2 separate regions of the Macaca mulatta genome follow, and region 2 is linked to region 1. The links are chromatin contacts, called in public Hi-C maps. All regions are on one chromosome and are shown on one strand. Each heading gives the region's core, a stretch centred on a gene start, on an enhancer-like site or on the middle of the called end of the contact. The rest is flanking DNA. Distances are from core to core; before and after follow the strand shown. Region 1 holds the start of IFNAR1 (interferon alpha and beta receptor subunit 1). Region 2 holds the start of IFNAR2 (interferon alpha and beta receptor subunit 2).

Region 1 (3,091 bases), core at 368-2,867:
AGTCAATTCTTTGCTGGTTTCCCATAAACAAGGGGATGCCAACTGTAACTTCAAGTCTACAACCTAAGTCTAGTTCCTAAAACTAAAGTCTAAAGTATAAACAGACTGGCTGCAGTGGCTCACGCCTGTAATCCCAGCACTTTGGGAGGCTGAAGTGGATCGTTTGAGGTCAGGAGTTCGAAACCAGCCTGGCCAACATGGCAAAACCCCATCTCTACTAAAAATACAAAAAATAGCCAGATGTGGTGGTGTACACCTGTAATTCCAGCTACTCAAGAGGCTGAGGCAGGAGAATCACCTGAACCCAGGAGGCAGAGGTTGCAGTGAGCTGAGATCACACCTCTGCACACCAGCCTGGGCAACAGGCTGTCTTCTCAAAACAAAACAAAAAAAAGTATAAATAAAAACGTCTCCATATTTTGGACAGTTTTCTTAGTCCTGGGTCCTAGAATTGCATTTACTAGTTTAAAAAGTGTGAATATTTTTATGACTTCTGAAAGACTGAGCAATATTACTATCTCATTGAGAAAACATTTCATTGAGTTTTGAACATGATTATCTCTTTGGGGAAAAAGTAGGTAGTTATGTAAACCAAAAATAAAATTCTAAGCCCCCCAACCATCTGAACGGACCCCTCCTCTCAACAAATGGCATTCCAAAGTTAACCTGAAAAACTAATTCAGGCCTTCCACACTGACAGTGTCAATTACAAGCTTATCTTCTCAGGTGCAAAACAAAGGCAAGACTCCACCTACTCAGAGGCATCTGCATAACGGACTCCCTTTACTCTTTTTCTCTTCAACACACTCATGGTATCTTAAAATACAGATTTCTTGGGCACTATCTGAAGTGTCACAGAACTATCTGCCTCACTGCCTCACTGCCCCACCTCCTGAAAACCTCTGGAAAACCAGTCACAGATGTGTCTGTGGCTCATGTTTTTCTCGGATGCGCCCTGAAGCAGGATTAGTAAACCTCGAGGACTGAGAATTATGCCTCAGTCACTCCGATTGTCATTTCTTATTGGCCTGTATGAATCCTGAGGGCAGAGAAATCCTGGTCACGCTTAGCTCACTCCCCCGTGGGACTGGCCGCCTAGTTTTTACCAGATTGAGGAAATGCATTTCGGGAAATGTTTTGTTTATTATCAAACAGGCCAGCTGAGCCGCAGTACTTTCCCGGAAAGAAGCAAACTCGACACAAGGCTCTGGCACTGCCACTTCACGGGGATGGGGACCCGGGCGCGCCCAAGGACCGGTACACGCGTCACAGGCAAGCGGCGACAGAGGACCCAGAACACCACTTTCTCCTGATTGATTTTCGAGCCCAAGTCGGGTTTAATCTTTGCCGCGGCAAAGAGGATCGAGGGTTGGGGGTCTGTCGCCCCCAACACCATCGCCGCCCCGGTAGCCCAGCTGCGCGCCCTACCTCCGGCCCTGCGCCGAGATTCTCCTCCCGGCCTCTCACCTGCGGCTGCGGACAACACCCATGGCGCCAAGGTGACCAGCACTAGGGTCGTCGCGCCCAGGAGGGTGACCATCATATGGGAGCCGCCGGAGGTCCCACCACTCACATCTCCGCGAACGCAACACCCCTCTTAGCTTACATTGCCCCCTCCTAAGCCACACCGCTCCTCTGCGCACGCGCTGCCCCTCCTAGCTCTCATCGCCCCTCTGCGCACGCGCTTTTCCCCATGGCTCGCACCGCCTCTCCGCGCACGCGCCATTCCTCCGCGCACGCGCCTTTCCTCCTAGCTAGCACCTCCTCTGCAAGCTCCCATTGCCCCCTCTAGTTGCGCCACGCCTGTGCACGAGCGCCTTAGAAATGGTAGGCCTCCTGCCTTGTCTTCTTCCAAACTCTTTCCGGCCAGCGGCCGATCTGGCGCAGGTCACCATCGCATTCCAGGAAGACCCCGTCTCACGGGAGGCCTTGACCTTCACAGGATCGCGGCACACACGTGCGCAGACCCAGCGACTTTGGAGTTCCTGCGTGTCTTCCCCATGTCTGCAGTCGGAGGGCGTGGGTGGGGTCCGGGTCATGGCCGTGCGCTCTTCGTCCTTGCCCTTCTCCGCTCGGAGCGCTTGCTGACCCTAGAGCCTTGGATAGTGGCGTTGGGAGTCCCCAGCGGCCTGGGAACCAGATGAGGCTGGAAGGAGGAAGTGGCTGAGCGACCAGACTGTTCCTGTGTGCAGACCAGAGCGGGGCAGAGGCACTCATTTTCGGGGCGACTTGGCTGAGGGGCGAGATGGTCCCTTGGAGAGAACCGCCACGGGCCCTGGGCCGAGGGGCTCCAGAACAGCGGTCGCTAGGCTTTGGTCGTCGAGCTTTATCCGTAAACAATTCGAGCCCACCGTTCGAATGATTATTTAATTAAATTACTCAGTAATAGATCAAGTGCATTGTGAAAATATGCAAAATAAAATTTAAATGATGAGATAATCAAATAATTGGTTATTATAACAACCAAGCAATTAATTAGCGGTTACATAATTAAATGAATGTTTGTAAAGAACAATACAATGGAATTTTTTTTTTTTTTTCTTTTTTTTTTTTTTTTGAGTCGGAGTCTTGCTGTCTCGCCCGGGCTGGAGTGCAGTGACGCGATCTCGGCTCACAGCAACCTCTGCCTTCCGGGTTCAAGCGATTCTCCTGCCTCAGCCTCCGGAGTAGCTGAGATTACAGCGGTGCGCTATTACGCCTGGCTAGTTTTTGTATTTAGTAGAGATGGGGTTTCCGCTGTGTTACCCAGGCTGGTCTGGAACTCCTGACCTCAAGTGATCCGTCCGCCTCCGCCTCCCAAAGTGCTGGGATTGCAGGCTTGAGCCACCACGCCCAGGGGAAATATGCCTGTTTTAAAGAGGTATAATTTACGTATCATTAAAGTAACCCAGTTTAAGTGAATAATGATTTTTAGGCAATCTATCCAGTTGTAGGTATCGTTTTAAAAACCTTGAATTATTACTTTATGATTCATCGATTTGGGGGTTTGATTCTGAGTGTGTCAGTACTTCGTTTTAACAACGTCAAAGGTGGAAAAGCACCCCATGAAGACAGGCCAAATGGAAGAGGAAAAATTCCTGGTTGCGATTAC
Region 2 (3,091 bases), core at 314-2,813, 100 kb after region 1:
TATTCGTTTCTAAGACTTCCCGCTAAACAAAACAAGGGAAAAAAATGTTAAAAGAAAGGAGGTGAGAATACTCAGAGTCAATAAAACCACCGCTAACCAAATAAACGGGCTGATGGAGTCAACTCGCTACTGTGTGTAACGGATTGATTTGCTCAGGGTTGAAACACAAGTGCTGATCGCCTTTCCATATTCGCGGAATATCTTCCCAGTATCTTCCCTCTCCGACCCTGGGAAGGGTACACCCTTCTGTCTCCGCGGCCACGTCCCCTCGCCCCTTCCCCCTCCTGCCTCCACGCAGCGGATGCGGAGGGGCGTAGGCCACTCCAGCCCCGGTGCCGTCGGTGACCACGACGCAGGTCGAAGGGGCGCTAATCCCAGGGGACCTCAAGGGGGCGGGCTGGAGATCCCAAACCTGAGCACTGGGCTGGTGAGCCGGTTTTGCAAGGCGGGGTGGACCTGGAGGAATGTGACCCTCAGACTTAGCAACGACTCACATCTTGCAGTGTCAAGTGTCCGGTGTTCTGGGCATCCTTGGTGGGGCGGGGTGGGACGTGGAGGGGCGCAACGAAAGCGAACTCCCAGCAGGGGCGACGCGTGGAGGGCGCAGGGCAGGGCCCGGGAGGGATCCTGGGGTCGCAGGTGGGGCCCCGGGAGACAGGAAGGGCGCACGAGCCGCGTCCTCAGGACGCGAAGGGAGGGGAGGAGGAGGAGGAGGAGGAGTCCGGGAGAGCGAAAGGGAACCGGAGGGGATTCCGGGAACTGCTGCAGGGAGGCGGCGTTTTCCCTCCAGTCAGCTGGCCACGCGCTCCGCTCCCACGTCCCCGCCATGCCGCGTTACCTTTGCAGCTCTCGCCTTGCGGCTCCCGAGAGATGCCAGCCTCGGGCCCCAGCCACACCCGACTCTGGGACCGGACGCTCGCGGTCGGGATGCGCCCCGCAGGCGGCCTCTCGGACAGAGGCGGCGGGTGGGGGACAAAAGCGGCCCTGGCCGGGTGGCGGTCCGCGGACTGCGCTCGGGGAGCTGTTCGGCTCGCCGGCGGGATTCCTGCTCGCCGGCGGGATTGCTCCCCGCCGGGAAGAAACGTCTTTAGTGTGAGTGCGCGCGCCGAGCGCCGTCCTACGAGTAGCGCTCCGGGAGCGCAGGCGGCGTGCCGGCGCCGGGGACTGGGCGGGAGTCGTGGGCGGGGCCAGAGCCGGGGACAGGGCCGAAGTCGGGGGCGGGGCCTGGGCCGGGGGCGGGGCTGGAACAGGGCCGGAGGCGGAGGCCGGGCCGGGGGCACGGCAGGAGAATGCAAAAAAGTCGGGTTATTTACAAGCATCTGCTGCCGATTGTGAGCTCCTAACCAATCCCCTCTTCGCCGAAAAAGCTCCATAGGGGAAGAATTCGGGGCTGTTTTGTTTACTGAAGCGTCCTTGGGGGATAGAATAGTGTCTGGCATTTTGAAGACTCCCAAAAATGTGTTGACTGAATGAATGAATGAATCAACTAAAGAGTGAATGTGTTCTCTCCTGGCTCCCCCACTTGTTAGTTATATAAACCTCCATGATATAATTCTCCAACCAATAAAACGAGGATAAAAATACCTACCATTGAGTAAATGTTGTAAATATCTACAACATTATCCGTTGTAGATTCTCCCCTCTTCTCCGCGGGTCTCTCCTGCATACTCCTACCCTTCCCTCGACCCCCCACTGATCAACGTGTTTCGGGATAGGCAGAAAGACGGATATTCTTCATTAATTTGTCTACCTGTTATTTGCAGCCTGTCAGCTTCTAAAATAGACTATGAGGCCGGACGCGGTGGCTCACACCTGTTATCTCAGCACAGTGGAAGGCCGAGGCAGATGGACCATCTGAGGTCAGGAGTTCAAGATCCAGCCTGACCAACATGATGAAACCCCATCTGTACTAAAAGTACAAAAATTAGCCGGGCGTGGTGGCAGGCGCCTGTAATCCCCGTTACTTGGGAGCCTGAGGCAGGAGAATCGCTTGAACCTGGGAGGTGGAGGTTGCAGTGAGTTGAGATTGCTCCATTGCACTCCAGCCTGGGCGACAAGAGCGAAACTCTGTCTCAAAAAAAAAAAAAAAAAAAAAAAAAAAAAAAAAAACAACAACGAAAAAACAAACAAAAAAACCCCAAACCAAAATAGACTATGTGGCAGCTTTCAAGTAAAATGTATGTATATTCTAAACATTACAGCTACTAAAATGGAAATGTTAATATGTTTTTGGAGGAGAAGGAAAAAAATACACTAACCACCTAAATTATTTTAACTGAGTATTTAATCTCACGCTCAGCTTTCTGGCCTCCTATGAAAGGGAGAAGGAGGATGTTTCATACTTTTTGTAGATGGGAAAAATGAGCCTTTTCATCTATGAAGTCAACCAACATTTGCTGATACTCCTTTAAGGCTAGGCACAAGGGTGATCATAAAGAGGATGTCACAGTCCTGCCTTTCATGTGACCCTTGGCAGAATTCCCACCAGCCCTAAACGATCTGAAGGGAACTCATCTAGGATCCTATTTCTTATAAAAGACATTCAACGTTGAAAATATTTTCAGCCACAGTTTTAGAGAATTTACAGATACAGCCTCTGAAAATGGGGGAAATCCAATACTTATTTTCATGTGCCGCATGGACTCTTTTATATAAACATATATATTAAAAATAAAACTATATCAAAACCTTAACTATGACTTATTGCAGATTGGATGATAGTAGATGATATTTATTTTGTTTCCTTTCCAAACATTCTACAGTAAATGTCCTTACTTATATCATTAGGAAAAAGATTTTTAAAAAACAAATGCAGTCCTGGCTAACACGGTGAAACCCTGTCTCTACTAAAAATACACAAAAAACAAAATTAGCCGGGCGTGGTGGCGGGCGCCTGTAGTCCCAGCTACTCGCGAGGCTGAGGCGGGAAAATAGCGGGAACCCAGGAGGCGGAGCTTGCAGTGAGCGGGTATCGCTCCACTGCACTCCGTCTCAAAATAAACAAACAAACAAAAAACAAAACAAAAGCAAATGCAGTCTATCCCAAGATGTGAAGAGCTTGAAAGTTGTCACTCCACTCCCCACAACAAGA

Evidence for each region. Hi-C and Micro-C count contacts between places; a contact is called where the count stands out from the background.
Region 2: a contact with region 1 is called in a Hi-C map of cortical neurons, with 2.8 times the contacts expected there. The contact joins the promoter of IFNAR2 here to the promoter of IFNAR1 in region 1. A contact is called at or near these places in 3 of 14 Hi-C or Micro-C datasets (cortical neurons, fetal cortex germinal zone and liver).

The regions. Positions count from the first base shown.
Region 1 is chr3:14,058,867-14,061,957 of T2T-MMU8v2.0, forward strand. It overlaps IFNAR1 (interferon alpha and beta receptor subunit 1), which reads right to left and starts at 1,618. Exons shown (of 11, transcript NM_001266513.2): 1 at 1,468-1,618. The coding sequence starts at 1,543. It overlaps LOC144339665 (a long non-coding RNA gene), which reads left to right and starts at 2,523. Exons shown (of 2, transcript XR_013414935.1): 1 at 2,523-2,860.
Region 2 is chr3:14,160,485-14,163,575 of T2T-MMU8v2.0, forward strand. It overlaps IFNAR2 (interferon alpha and beta receptor subunit 2), which reads right to left and starts at 1,564. Exons shown (of 7, transcript XM_077995813.1): 1 at 839-1,564. The coding sequence starts at 1,439.